5 separate regions of the Mus musculus genome follow, and regions 1, 2, 4 and 5 are each linked to region 3. A link is a contact called in public HiChIP or PLAC-seq and promoter capture Hi-C data. All regions are on one chromosome and are shown on one strand. The core of a region is the stretch at or near the end of the contact, and the rest is flanking DNA. Distances in the headings are between cores, read along the strand shown.

Region 1 (2,700 bases), core at 201-2,700, 340 kb after region 3:
AACCAAAGCTCCCCTCAGCCTCACTGTGTCAGACCACAAACAGCCACCAGGAGACAGTAGTACCTCCTTTTGCTGACTGGTTAGATCCTGAGGTAGCGCAAACCTCATGGTGGACCCCAGTTCAGGCAGGAAGACCCGCACCATCCAGGCACTCCTGAAGTGAGAAAGAGGCGACATGGGCGGGGCTAGATAGGCGGGACTTGTAGGCGGGGAAGCTAGAGGGCTCTTGGGGTGGAATAGCCAAGGGACGAGAGAACAAAATTGCTCTAAGTACAGACCTCAGCTTCAAGAGAAAAGAGGCGGAGCTCCGGGGTTGGGGGCCATGCCTGTGGGCGGGATGTGGAGAAAGGCGGCCCCCAAAAGAAGGCGGTGCTACGATAGAAAGGACCAAGAGGTGCTGAGGTGAGGAGGGTCAGCAGAGAATCCAGCAATCGGAGCTGTGGAGCGGCGGGCCGATAGAGCGCTCTGTGCTGGAGGGGTAGGTGGGAAGGGCCTAGATCTGTGGGAATGGTAAGGAGCGGGAGTGATGGGCCGTGGACCCGACGAAGTTGAGGATCCAGTGGGCATTGGGAGCCTGCGTGCGCTACACAGAAGAACGGAGGGAGCGCGGGTAGAAGATCTTGGTGAGGCCAGTTCAGGAGGGGCGTGGCTGGAGCTGGTGTAGAGGCAGGGTGGGGCCTGCACTGGTCTGAGAAGGGCCGGAGAAACGGAGATCGTTAGCTCGGGGCGTGGCCTGTGCCCAGACTAGGGAGTGAGGTGGGTTTGGCTAAGAGATGGGGCGGGCCCTTGGCAAAGCTGAAGGGCAAAGGGACTGACTGGATAAGGGTTTGGGGTGGGGCCTGAGCCCACTGATAGGTAAGGCTTGGTACTTGGGGCGGGGCACGGGTGGAGCCTGAGCAGAGCTGAGAGGAGATCTGCGTGATTGGGGCGGGGCAAAGGCGGACAGGGGCGGGACCTGAACCTAATTCAAATAGACTGGGTTGGGGCGGTGAGGGGGCGGGGCCTAAACCCAGCTGAGTGGTGAGGGAGGATCTTCTAGATTAGGGGCGAGGCAGGGGGAGGGCCAAGGCCTCAAAAAGGACCAAAGGGAGTGGATTCGGTAGGAGATCAGGGAGGTTCCGGAGACTAGCTCCGGAGAGATGAGGCAAACTTCGCTAGGCTAGGGGCAGGGCTTAAAGCCAGAGGTTCGGAAGAGGCGTACCTGCTAGAATGGGGGCGGGGCAGAGGTGAGGCCTAAAGCCAGAGGCGTGGTTAGGCCGTTAGAGTAGGGGCGGGGCCTAAAGCCTCAGGCGTGTTCAAGGGACCTGATTAGAGTAGGGGCGGGGCTTGGACCCCGCGAATAGTCTGAGGGCGTGGTTAGGCTGGAGTTCGGGGCGGGGCCTGAGGTCCCAGGCTGGGCTGGAGTTTGGGGCGGGACAGAGGCGGGGCTTGGGTCCGGTGAGGGGTGCGGGGCGGGGCGTGGGCTGCGGCGCGCTAGCTGAGCGTCCGGCCGAACACCGCCGAGGCCCGAGCCCACCCGAGTGTGCCCGAGCCGTCGGCCCCCGCCCGGGGCGATGGAGCAGGAACCCGGCGGGGCTGCCGCTGCGCTCCTGCGGCAGAAGAGGGCGGCGCTGCGGCGCAGGGGGTGCAGCTTTGAGAGTCCCAGGTACCGTTGCCCCGGAGGGGTGCAGCCTCTAGGGGTGGGAGAGGGGAGTAGGCCACGTGGGGGTTGGCGGTGTGAGGGGACAGAGTGTGGCGAGGCCGCGGCGTGGGAGGGAGTCGGCGCAGAGCCCAGTAGAGCGGCCGGGCCACGCTGAGGGAGTGCCCAGCGGGAGGGCTAGAGACCTGTGTCCGGCCGGCAGATGATGTGGACGTCCGAAGCCTCGGCCCTGTGACAGGCCCTGCACACTACGGCTCAGGGAGGTCTTGGGCTGTGGAGAACGCGACCTGCCTGCTTCTAAATGCTCAAGGACAAGGTCGGAACCCCTAAGCCCCCAAAAGGACACCCTTTAGGCTTCTCTTGCTTTCTATAATCCATCCTCGCACCCCAAGTGCCTGGCCACCTGCTGCCTATGGCCCCGCCCATCTGTGGTTGGGGTGGGGGGCACCCTGCATAGTTCCTAGGTCCTTTCTCTTTCCCAGGTTGTCCGTGCCCCTCCCGGACTTACCTTCCTTAACTGGCGCCCTCCTGAGGAACCAGCCTGGCCGTAGGTGAAGCTTGGCTGCTGCCGGACACGCCCTTCCCTTTGCGGCTCTTGCCCATGCCTATCCCCGGCTTACTCCCACCTCCAAGGAATTCCTTGTAACTTGAAATGGGTCCTGCTTCCAGGTGGACTCATTCCTTTCAGAATGACTCCAGCACCACCATCTGGGCCAGATTTTCATCAGTATTCTGTAATAATGGCCTTAGGGAGGGTATCCTGAAGCCAACCCCCTTCCTCCTAGCCTACTGCTGCCTGCACCCCTGAGTTTTTAATTGCCATAGCATGGGTAGGGACGAGGAAGAGAAAAAAGATGTAGGACTCTAACCTCCACTGAGGTGGAAAAGAGAGTTCATTTGCTAAGGCACAAAGCAAACCAGCCAAGATCCTTAAAGGAAGGTGTGATGCCCTTAATTGGCCTTTCTCAGACTCAGTCCTTGACACACTGCTCCAGCAGTTCTGATGCTGTGTGGTAAGGACAGATATCAAGGCTGCTCTAGCCGCTGCCCTAGCCTCTTCC
Region 2 (2,812 bases), core at 120-2,619, 420 kb before region 3:
TTAGTCAGGGTTTCTATTCCTGCACAAAACATCACGACCAAGAAGCAAATTGGGGAGGAAAGGGTTTATTTGGCTTACACTTCCGCATTGCTGTTCATCACCAAAGGAAGCCAGGACTGGAACTCAAACAGGTCAGGAAGCAGATGCAGAGGCCATGGAGGGATGTTCCTTGCTGGCTTGCTTCTCCTGGCTTGCTCAGCTTGCTTTCTTGTAGAACCCAGAACTACCAGCCCAGAGATGGCACCACCCACAATGGGCCCTTCCCCCTTAATCACTAATTGAGAAAATGCCCCACAGCTGGATCTCATGGAGGCATTTCCCCAACTGAAGCTCCTTTCTCTGTGATAACTCCAGCCGTGTCGAGTTGACACACAAACCAACCAGTACAGTCAGATATGGTGTTGATTCTCATCATGGGTAGTTAACGGGTAGGCTTTGGGGAGAGCGGTTTTCTTGGCCCAGATGATTCTGGGAAATGGCTGCCTAAACAAATGAACCAGGCTTTTGTTTGTCTTGTCTTACTATGGGACTTCCCAGAAGTGTCCATAGAGTCTCCCAAAGGTGGACAGATGGGTGTCACACAACACTTACTTTGTTAGACAGCAAGCATTCTTCATAAAATCACATATATTCAGGTCTCTAGGGATTGGAACTCTGCACTTGAGTTCTTGGTGGTGTTATCTCTGTTAGATCTTGATATCAGGGTTATGATAAACCTGGAAATATGTTTTTTTTTTCTTTTGCCTGTAGCAAGTTTTTGTTGGAGACAAGGTCTCTTTTCAAATCCTCTGTGGCTTTCGGGCAACTCACTATGTAGACCAGGTTGGTGTTGAACTCACAGAGATCTGCCTGCCTCTGCATCCCAAGGGCTGGAATTAAATGGAGCACCACTGTGCTGGGCTCTGTACCAGTTAAGAACACAGATTGTCTGTTTCCTTATGGTGCGTTTGGACTTGTTATAAACCCATTTGGATCAGTGGTGTTTCTGAGTGACACAAGTACCTGGATTGTATGCACACATTTGAGAATTGTCCCCACGGGATCTTTTCCTTGACAGCCTGCTTGGCACCATTTGCTTCAGGAGCTGACTATTTTGGAAAAGCACAGGATGTGTGACTATGAGTCCCGATGCCTGAGCAAATCCAAGCCGGCTACCGTGTGATCCTCTGTTTTAAATATCCCGTTTAGCACATGTCCCCTCCAGGGCCTGCAGGCCTGGCTGTGTAGGGGCAGGTGGTTCAGGGATCAAAGGCTGCTGATGCCTCCTTTTCTTACAGCCTGAGGGTCCTGCTCCATTTCTTCCTGACTTCTGTACCTTTCCCCAGGCACTGCAAGGGCAGGCATGCTACACTAGATCCCTCCTCAAGGCTTGCCCCCAGGCCTCTGTGGGTAAATCATTTGCCCAGCAAGAGGGGCAAGCTGAGACCTGCTCTGAGAGTGGGGTCAGTCTGAGGCCCGGCTGCACCGCATTAGGTTAGCCGGATTGTGGGCAGAGCAGAGGGGATCGCCCCGGGGTGCAGTCAAGCCTACAAGGGACAGGTGGGAAGGCGTCTCTGCAAAGGGCCACTCCGGGCCTGCAGGCCTGGGTGTCAGAGCGTCTTGCAGGGACCTACAGCTGGGCTGAGCGGTGGACGAGGGGGACGGCGAGGCCTAGCAGAGCCGAGCGGAGGCCGACTGGGGGCGGGGACCGAGGGCACCGGGGGCCACAGGGCGGTGCGCTCCCGGGCTCCGCCGCAGGCTGCACGCCCCTCCCGCCCCGGCCCCGGCCCGAGCCGCTGCTGCCGCCGCCGCCGTCGCTGCCGCCGCCAGGCCGCGCCCCGCCCCTCGCCGCCGCCGCTCCCGGGGAGGCTGCGCTCGAGCTGCGGCGCCGGCTGCAGCCGCCTGGGCCCCGGGCCCGGCTCCTCCCGCGCCGCCCGGGCGATGAGAAGCTGCTTCTGCGTCAGACGGAGCCGGGACCCGCCGCCGCCGCAGCCGCCGCCGCCCCAGCGGGGAACAGTTAAGTGAGGCCCGCGCGGGAAGACGGGCGGGGACGGGCGGGCACGGGAGGAGCCGGCCGGGCCCAGGCCTGCGGGCGGCTCGCCCAGCCCCGCGTGGGGACAGGCCCCGTGAGGGCGGCCTCCGCCCGGCGCGGTGCCGCAGGCTCTCGGGGGGCTCCGGCTCGGCCTTGCGGCGGGAGCGAGCTGGGGACTCGAGTCGCAGCAGCGCTCCGAGGGTGGAGCCAGGTGAGGGGCGACGATCTCCACCGGGGCACACGCTGGGGACAGTTCCCTTGACTCGCCTGGCCTGGGGTCCGGCTCTCAGCTGTCACGTGGGTGCGGATGAGCGCGCACCTGACCCTCAGACATCATTACCTGGGGGCACCCGAACTGTAGGGCACCTGTCTGCAAGGTGACCAGCCATCCAGGAAGCGTGGTGGGCATGTTGATTAGCCTCCCCTTGCAATGACTCCAGCCAGGGCAAGTGAAGCCCAAGGGACTGATTAGCACCGCACCAGGGACCACATCCTCAGAGACAGACACAGTGAATAAGGTAGAGCCAGGAGCATCTTTGTTTTCTTTGTCTTTAGCACACAGCTGTCCCTAAATTATCAGCCTGTTTCTTCTGTCCCCTGACCCCAACGACCTGTTCAGCAAGACAAGGCAGGCCCAAGGCAAATGGCCATAGCCCCTACTCCCTGCCCCCACGGGAGACCCAGAGCGCCTGGATTTCAGCCACATTGGCAGACAGCAGGCAAGGCTCCTCTTTCAGGGCCTTTGTCTCTGGTGATGCCTTGTTGGGGTAATCGCCTATGTTTCCCGACAGCTGGTTGGAT
Region 3 (2,700 bases), core at 21-2,520:
AGGCAGGTTCTCTGTTATTCTGAAACTCACTGATCCCTGCCTCCACAGCACTGGCGTTAAAATCCTGCCACCACACCTGCTATTTTTATATGGTTCTGGGAGTGAATTCAGGTCCTTAAGTTGCAATGCTTTGTAAAGGATTTACCAACTGAGCCATTCCCTTAATCCCCACGTTTTTTCCCCTAGCAAGATGTTCCGCACCTGTTCCCAGTTCTGTGCTTCAGTATTTGTTTTCTTTCGTTTTGTTTCCCCGAACTTCTAAAAAAAAATTTTTTTTTTTAATGTGTATGTGTGTTTTGCCTGCACACAAGTCTGGGTACTGTTTGCCTGCCTGGTGTCAGTGGAGGCCGGAAGAGGGAGACAGATAACCTGGAACTGGAGTTAGGGAGGCTGTGTGCCACCAGTTGGGTGCTTGAAATTGAACACAGGTCCCCTGGAAGAGAAATGAGTAGTCTTAACTATTGAGCCATTTTTCCAGCCCTCCCAGAATTTCTTTGAATAATTCTCTCGGGGAGTCCCAACCTCCTCTCTAAATACGGCTGAGTTCCAGAGCCCAACCAAGAAGTAGGCGTGCAAGCTGGGCGGTGGTGGCGCAAGCCTTTAATCCCAGTACTTGGGAGGCAGAGGCAGAGGCAGAGGCAGAGGCAGAGGCAGGCGGATTTCTGAGTTCAAGGCCAGCCTGGTCTACAAAGTGAGCTCCAGGACAGCCAGAGCTATACAGAGAAACCCTGTCTCGAAAAAACCAAAAAAAAAAAAAAAAAGAGAGAGAGAGAGAAAGAAAACAAAACAAAACAAACAAAAAAACAAAAAAGAAGTAGGCGCACACCTGGGAAACTGACCTAAGACACAAATGTGTGTCGGGTCCAGCTTGTGTATCCACCCTACACCAACTATGGGGAACACATCCTTGCAATCCTGATACTCAGCAGGTGCAGGTACGAGTGGATTTAAGTCCAACTTAAAGCCATCTTGAAATGTTATTACTTTTTTTTTTTTTTTTTTTTTTTGGTGGTGGTGGTGGTGGTGGGGTGAGCGTATAAATTGCAAGAGTCAGTCTTCCACTAAGGCTTCCAGAGCTACGAACTCGAAATTATCTCACTCTTCGAGACCATTGCGCAGACGCCAGTACCCTGCGCGTGCTCTCCTGAAGACCCGCCCCGAAAGCACGCCTGGAGCATGCGCACATCCCAGCGTCGACGACACGCCTCCGGAAGCACTGGCAATTTCGAGGGCGGGATCAGAAAGCGTATCCGAGGGACGAGAGGCTCGGGCGGAAGTTGTCCCCGCGGTGGCGGCGGAGAATAAGGCCTTGGTACGGCAACGGGGACGCTCCGGTAGGCTGGAGCTACGGGCGCGGAGCCGTCTGAAGGTACTGCGGGGCGGGGAGGCTGGGCGCTCGCGCGGGAGGTCGCGGTCGGGGTCACGAGTGGCCGCGACACGGGACACTGCTCTCCCTCCGACGGCGGTGATGCGGGACGGCGCGAGTGACTCCGAAGCCCCGGCGCCCCGGCTTAGAGTCCTGCGGCCTCCCGGGCGACCTCTTGGCCAAGGTCACCCCGCGGCAGGTGCACCGCCGCCTGGAGCTCTTGGAGAATCCGCCCCCGGGGCGACCTCCGGGTCGAGCCACCCACGCACGAACCGACGCCGCGAAGGAGAACCTCGCTGCCCTGAGTTTCGCCTCTTTGTCAGACCGTTGTCACCTGTTTTGTCCTCACCTGGCCTCTTGTCAGCTGGAGTTTATACTTTGCATCTTTGGTGGTGACAACCTTTGGACTTTGTCTTTACCTCTGTCTCCTCCCTTGCCTCAGTGTTTTTTGACTCTGCTTCTGCCCCCTCGGGCCGCCCTCTGGTTCAGGGCCCGAAAGTCACACTGACTTCTTGGTCATTTGTCTGTCTGTCTCTCTGTGTGTGTGTGTGTGTGTCTGTCTCTCTCTCTCTCTCTCTCTCTCTCTCTCTCTCTCTCTCTCTGCCAATGTTGTGTTCTTGTTCTCTCCTTCCCAACTGAGTTTGTTTAGGCAGGGCGGGCCTTGCCTGGACCTCTGAGCCATGGAAGGTGACTCATGACCCTGTAAAACTCCCCTGGCCGGGCACCATTACCAGTGGCCCGATCACAGTCTGGTCTCAGTTCTGACAAGTGTCACCAAACCTAATAAAGTGTCAGGAGCTACTGCTTTCACGGTGAAGGCCCATCTCAGGATCTAGGCAGTGGTTTGCGCAGGTCTCCACAACTCTTTGCTCTTTCCAGAAACCCTGGGTGGCCTCCAGGGCTGTTTGGAGCTGCTCTGTTTAACCAGGCCAGCATCTACAGGCTTAGGAAGGACTAGACTTCCATCTGCCTCTGAGACCCTTAACTTAGCACAGTAGCAGAGTTCTAGGAGCAGTTTACTGAAGAACTTAGAAACCTAATAGGAATCCATTCCCTGCTTGTTTCCAAAGTATTGTCTGAGACAGAGACACCATAGGGAGGAACACTGAAACTTTTGGAGTGGAGTGTATCTGGAATAGACAGGAGATGAAACATATTTTATCAAGTGCCTGAGTCAAGTAGGCTGCCTCAGTGGATACAGAGTTTTAAGAGATGGAAAGAACGTTCTAGAAATGGTTTGTGCACAACAGTGTGAATGCTACATAACTAACTCTGGTTTGCAACATTTAGTTGAATCCTTTGTAGCAATGCAAGCCAAGCCCTTCCCAGCAGCA
Region 4 (2,821 bases), core at 21-2,520, 490 kb after region 3:
TTTTAAGGCTTAGCCTGCTCACAGCCCTCTAGAGATGAAGACACCCAGGCACAGAGAGGGACTAGGTGCCTCTCACTGGTTCTTTCTACATCTGTACGGATGAAGCTGCCACAAAGGTAGCGATTAAGCAGAGCAGTAGAGGCACACAATCACAGGGAGACTCGGGGCGGGAGGACAATAGAGATAATTACCATGATCGTGGGGTAACCAGGGAACAAGGGAATCACTAAGTTCCACTCTGTCCCACTTCTGGAATGGGGGACCTTGCCTGACAGGGTCCTCATCATCTCAGAATTCTAGACATTTGTAGCACTCATGATGAAGGTGAGCTGCTACCAGAAGCACCAGGTCAATGTCAGAAAGTCCAAGGATAGGAACAGGTGGCCCAAGAGAGTTTTCTTGGAGCCTTTTCACCCTGACGCTCTCTGAAGCAGAAGTCAAAGTTGGGGAGGAGCCTATTCCAGGGAACTGTGGGTAGTAAGGGTGGGAAGTCTTTCGGGAGCCAGTGTGATCCATCGCTGACCCACTACTACCCTCATTAGTGGAGGCTAGATTTAGAGACAATTCCATATAAAAATTAAAATAAAATAAAAGTAAAAATATAAAGGATGGCTCAATGCTTACGAACACTTGTTCCAGCAGAGGGCTCAAGCATGCACACACATGGCTCACAACAATCTCTAACTCCAGTTCCGTAGGATCTGATGATGCTTTCTGAATTCTACAAGCACCAGGAATGCATGGGACACACACACACACACACACACACACACGTGAACATGTAAACAACACTCATACAAATAAAGTTTAAATAAAAGCAAAAGAAACCACCAAAATAGGGGCAGCGAGATGACTCTGCTTGTAAGGTGTTTGCCCTCAAGCTTGACGACCTCCGTTCGATCCGGAGGATCCACTTGGTGGAAGGAAAACAAACTCAGGGAAGTTTACTTCGAACGTGCACAGGCACACTGTCACCTCTGTCCATCCCCCCCCCCCCCACTCCCTCCAGCCCCCAATAGATGATTAGAGGGAAAAACAAAAACAAAACACCCAAACAATCTTTCCATTCTCATTGGCAAGCTCAGACCTGATGGGCCACGCCTTCAGACTCACACCACACTCCAATTGGACAGTCGTGCCTGGGTCCCGGACACAGCTCCCTGCAAACCTTTACTTGGGTCGCTGGCGTAGTTCAGCTCCATTGAGCTTTGCAACCGGCTCTGTACTTCCATTGGCCAGCTCTGGTTGGGGGCCGGGTTCTAGCATCCCATTGGTCACTCCTGCAGCGGAGGCCGCGCTCGCCCGAGCGGCGACAGTTCGCGGGTCAGGTCCTGCTGACATGTCTCCCGAGGACCCCCAGGAGACGCAGCCGCTATTGCGGCCACCGGAAGCCAGGTGAGGACTCCCAGGGGCCGCGGTCACTCTCTCACGCCCGGCGACACCGCTCACGCCCCGCCTTGTACCCGTAGGACTCCCCGCGGCCGCCGGGTCTTCCTCGCTTCCTTCGCCGCCGCTCTGGGACCCCTCAGCTTCGGCTTCGCGCTCGGCTACAGCTCCCCCGCCATCCCCAGCCTGCGGCGCACCGCACCCCCGGCCCTGCGCCTCGGAGACAATGCGGCCTCCTGGTTCGGGGTGAGCCCTCTGGGGAGTCCTGGGTCCCCCACTCTCTGCCGCACCCCAGGATCCTCCTCATTCTCTTTCCTCTGAGACTAGGGGGCGTGGGGTGGAAGGATCGTGGGCCATGGCCCCTGGTGGCCTCCTCTTCAGCCCGTCCCGGGTCCCCAGGCCGTCGTGACCCTGGGCGCTGCTGCAGGGGGCATACTGGGCGGCTGGCTCCTGGACCGTGCAGGGCGCAAGCTGAGCCTCTTGCTCTGCACCGTGCCCTTCGTGACTGGCTTTGCTGTCATCACCGCGGCCCGGGATGTGTGGATGCTGCTCGGAGGCCGCCTCCTCACCGGCCTTGCCTGCGGAGTCGCCTCACTAGTGGCACCGGTGAGTGGTTTGAGCCTCCTAGATGACCTTTGCCAGGCAGGGGGCAGCCGGTCAGCAGCGAGGCAGTTCCTTACTGATCTTTTACTCTACTATGGTGGTGTCACTGTATGCTAGGCAGCGATAACGGGAATGCCCCTATTTTCTTGTTAACTGGGCAGTTCTACTCTGGTTTGTCCCTAGGATAGGCTGCAGGCTCCCTTCACTGCTTGCAGTGAAGGCTACATATACCTTGCAGCCCACACACCTGGACCACTTACCTGGACACAGGCTTCTCTCCCAGCCTCAGTGCCCCCCTGTAAAGTAAGGCCTAGTCCCGAGGTGGTTTCGGCCTTTGCACAGGAAACTGCTGGCCCGGGATAGTGTCTGAAAAGATTTAGACCCTAGCAACTGAGGGTCACCAGCAACCTGTGGCTACACACTTGGATGACCACCCATCCCTCCTTCACTTCCATGGCCTCCTGCTTATCCTCTTCATCTGTTGGAGGCGTGAAGGAGCTAGAGGAAAGGGAGACTGGGGACCTGTGGGTTGTTTTTGTTTTGTGTTTGTTTGTTTTTACTAGAGCATAAAGTATAGGATAATCTAGAAGTATGTATGGATAATGTCTAGTGACTCCTGAGATTAGAAGTGATGGCACCCCTGTTAGGACTGGGCTGAACAAGGACACATCAGACAGCAAGGGAGAAGTCTTTCGTTCTAACTCACATCTGTGCATATTAAATGTGTGCTGGGCTGGGCCTGGTGGCACATGCCTGTAATCCCAACACTTGAGGGTTAAATACATGAAGATCAGGAATTCAAGGTTTTCCTCAGCTCGGGAAGCTAGCCTAG
Region 5 (2,700 bases), core at 12-2,511, 440 kb after region 3:
GTCAGTGGAGGAGCACTGGGGTAGACTGTTTGAAGCCCATGTGCATGTCTCTCCCTCAGACACCCTCGTGACTGCTTCCTGAGCTCCTATGGGTCCCAGAACAGGTCAGGGTATAAGGAAGCAACGGGTGGAGGGAACGTTGTCCTTCAAGCTGGTGAGGAGGTTTGCACTGGGAGAGGAGCCCGGTGGCTTGTCAAGGCCACATGACGTCCGGCTGTGCAGTGGCTGTGGTGGTTTGCTACAGTGTCTTAACTGAGTGACCCTTGTCAGAGCAGCTCTTCTCACCATGTCATTTCTCCTCCTCACAGGTGGAAAGGAAGCGCCACATTGGAAACGATATTGTCACCATCGTGTTCCAGGAAGGAGAGGAGTCCTCTCCCGCCTTTAAGCCTTCCATGATCCGCTCCCATTTTACACGTATCCTGGGTCTTCATAAATGCTCCTGCCCACCAGCCTCCTGGGGCCTCCCAGGACATGTAATAGGCAGCGTGACACCCACCTGAGCGGCTAGTCTGACACCCGCCACCGGGCAGTGTGCCCAAGTGCTGCGTGTTTCTTTCTTGCCCGCCTCTGAGGCAGCGGGGAGGAGTCCTCGGGGACTGTTTCATTGTGTTTCTCAATTTATACACACACAAGATCCCTTCACCACACCCTCCACTACCCTCCCATCCTTCCCCTCTTCTGACCACCCCTTCTTCCTAACAAGGCCCCTCTGCTTTCTCACCTGGGTGTGTCCCACCTGTGTCTAACCAGGGATGCAGTTAAAGCCTACGCAGATGGTCATTTATTTGAGTGAGAGCAGCTCATCAGTAGCTACACCACTGAGAAAATGACTTTTTTTTAAATTATTTATGTATGTGAGTTCACTGAAGCTGTATTCAGACACACCAGAAGAGGGCATCAGATCCCATTACAGATGGCTGTGAGCCACCATGTGGTTGCTGGGAAATGAACTTAGGACCTCTGGAAGAGCAGTCATCCACTGAGCCATCTCTCCAGCCCGAAAATGGCTCTTTGTACCCCAGCAGCCATTAACTGCCTATAGCTCTTCAGGGAGGGGCAGGGCCTCAGGAGCCCCTCCCCATCCACAGTGGGATGTTGATGGGCCTAGGCCAGTACAGGTAGGCACTGGCTGTGAGTTTGCAGGTCAGAAGACAGTGTTTCCCAGCTCACTTCCGGCCTGCTGCCTCAGACCTCTGGGTGCTAGGGTTACAGGAGCATGCGACCACACCCACATTGACTTTCAGAATGCCTCCTCTTTCCTCAGGAAGTCTGTGAAGTGAGGCAAGCTTCCTATTATGAACTGGTAATGAACAATTGTGAAGGATAAGTAGTGACCCCTCTGGGAAGTGACGTCAACTATAAAATCTGTTGCCGCATGCCTGTAGTTCCAACACACTGAAGGCCTGGGCCTGTGTGTGTGTGTGTGTGTGTGTGTGTGTGTGTGTGTATCTGGGCATGCAGACTGACACCTGTAATTACAGCACCCGAGAGGCTGAGGCAGGAGTTCACTGTGAGAAATTATTCTAAGCCTGATACTACCTGCTAAGTTGAAGTATGCTGCGGCATGGTAACATTAACAATGTTACGCACATCGCCTAACCCTGCCCAGCTCACTGTCTGTAGATGCCCGTGGTGGGGCTGGCCCTCTCAACATTGCTCAGCCAGACAACCCCAGGGCATGTGTTCGTCCTATCTGCCAGACCTCAGTCACGGCCCACTTACCATGGTTACAGGCCAGGAGAGCCAATCTCAAGGCAGCGGCTCAGAAGGTTGGCCACAGTAAGGAAAGGACATCTAGTGGGCATTCTCAGAATGAAGTTGAGTCTCATTACTCCTGTTCCCAGAGACCCCGGGAAAAACACCGGGGGACAGACCACTGCGCATCAGGTGCCTGCCAATAAAACTGACTTGTCTCAAGTCAGACAACAGAGCTCACAAGGAGGTTTTTAAAAGTTGAAATGGCCAAATTTCTCCCACAAGGGTAGGGGTTATAATTAAGGTGAAGACACACCCTCCTTGGCTCCTCCTACTTACAGCATAATGTCCCCCATTTATTGGGCTGTGGCACTAATATTCCCCTTTTCCTGGTGACAGAAGGCTTCTCTGAGTGAAGCCCAGAAGACAAGGTAGCTAGATAGCTAGAGACACTTTAGGGTGCTCCCTATTAGACATTCTGCACACTGGCCTGAGCACATATGCAGGTGGTCGGTGTGACCTCATCCCGCAGAGTACAGGAGTGGCTGCACCCGAGTGTTGCTGCCTTCAGCCCCAGGCAGCAGCAGGGCTGGAGGTGAGATGTGAGAGCAGGCCAGAGGAGCACTATTGGGTGCGGCAGTTGTGCTCTTTGATTTATTTTTAAAGAGTTGTATTGAGATTGAAGCCCCATAGCATATCATTTGTCCTTTTTTCTTAAACGCTGGTGGAAGCCAGGTCTCCCACAAGTCCCGAAAGTGCTCTGCCACTGACCCACAGCCCGAGCCGCTCGTTGAGCTTCATCCCAAGCACAGGCGCCTCTGCTCAGCAGCTGCCAGCGGCTACACTGGCTCGGTCTGTTTTGTCTGCCAGAGGCAGGAGGAGAGGGAAAGTGTACAGCAGAAACATTTCCATTGTTTCCCCGTGTGGTGGAATAGATGAGTAGCCGGCGCCAGGAGCTGCTGCTCTGGTTCCCTGGCTGCTTGACTGTTTCATGGATTTCCT

The links. HiChIP or PLAC-seq counts read pairs in DNA pulled down with a chosen protein or histone mark. Capture Hi-C pulls out chosen DNA fragments and counts their contacts.
Region 1: a contact with region 3 is called in a promoter capture Hi-C map of liver. The contact joins the promoter of Garnl3 here to the promoter of Zbtb43 in region 3. A contact is called at or near these places in 18 of 39 promoter capture datasets (the 3T3-L1 cell line, the C10 cell line, the HPC-7 cell line and 11 more), 3 of 484 Hi-C or Micro-C datasets (cardiomyocytes, muscle stem cells and uterus), 11 of 115 datasets of contacts at active chromatin or transcription factors (T-cell acute lymphoblastic leukemia, astrocytes, embryonic stem cells and 5 more) and 4 of 9 other capture datasets (adipose tissue, liver, macrophages and 1 more).
Region 2: a contact with region 3 is called in a promoter capture Hi-C map of adipose tissue. The contact joins the promoter of Mvb12b here to the promoter of Zbtb43 in region 3. A contact is called at or near these places in 1 of 39 promoter capture datasets (hippocampal neurons) and 2 of 9 other capture datasets (adipose tissue and pancreatic islet).
Region 4: a promoter capture Hi-C map of liver shows a contact between it and region 3, with 2.4 times the contacts expected there. The contact joins the promoter of Slc2a8 here to the promoter of Zbtb43 in region 3. A contact is called at or near these places in 4 of 39 promoter capture datasets (the C10 cell line, HPC-7-derived erythroid cells, erythroid cells and 1 more), 2 of 484 Hi-C or Micro-C datasets (the G1E-ER4 cell line and embryonic stem cells), 7 of 115 datasets of contacts at active chromatin or transcription factors (T-cell acute lymphoblastic leukemia, bone marrow-derived macrophages, cardiomyocytes and 2 more) and 4 of 9 other capture datasets (adipose tissue, embryonic stem cells, liver and 1 more).
Region 5: a contact with region 3 is called in an H3K27ac HiChIP or PLAC-seq map of large pre-B cells, with 5 times the contacts expected there. The contact joins the enhancer-like site here to the promoter of Zbtb43 in region 3. A contact is called at or near these places in 3 of 115 datasets of contacts at active chromatin or transcription factors (T-cell acute lymphoblastic leukemia, large pre-B cells and stem cell-derived neural progenitor cells) and 2 of 9 other capture datasets (adipose tissue and liver).

What each region holds. Positions count from the first base shown.
Region 1 is chr2:33,129,369-33,132,068 of GRCm38.p6, reverse strand. Garnl3 (GTPase activating RANGAP domain-like 3) reads left to right here and starts at 1,450. Exons shown (of 30, transcript NM_001355200.1): 1 at 1,450-1,645. The coding sequence starts at 1,554.
Region 2 is chr2:33,886,503-33,889,314 of GRCm38.p6, reverse strand. It overlaps Mvb12b (multivesicular body subunit 12B), which reads left to right and starts at 1,369. Exons shown (of 10, transcript NM_175184.4): 1 at 1,369-1,995. The coding sequence starts at 1,921.
Region 3 is chr2:33,467,102-33,469,801 of GRCm38.p6, reverse strand. Zbtb43 (zinc finger and BTB domain containing 43) reads left to right here and starts at 1,270. Exons shown (of 3, transcript NM_001025594.1): 1 at 1,270-1,369.
Region 4 is chr2:32,980,532-32,983,352 of GRCm38.p6, reverse strand. It overlaps Slc2a8 (solute carrier family 2, (facilitated glucose transporter), member 8), which reads left to right and starts at 1,270. Exons shown (of 10, transcript NM_019488.5): 1 at 1,270-1,395; 2 at 1,470-1,632; 3 at 1,786-1,992. The coding sequence starts at 1,340.
Region 5 is chr2:33,023,797-33,026,496 of GRCm38.p6, reverse strand. Garnl3 (GTPase activating RANGAP domain-like 3) reads left to right here. Exons shown (of 30, transcript NM_001355200.1): 13 at 309-417. Among named protein-coding and RNA genes, the nearest start is that of Slc2a8, 43 kb to the right of the region's middle. Within about 2 kb of position 1,261, at least 40 of the 459 cell types and tissues checked have an H3K27ac peak or open chromatin away from gene starts, as enhancers often do.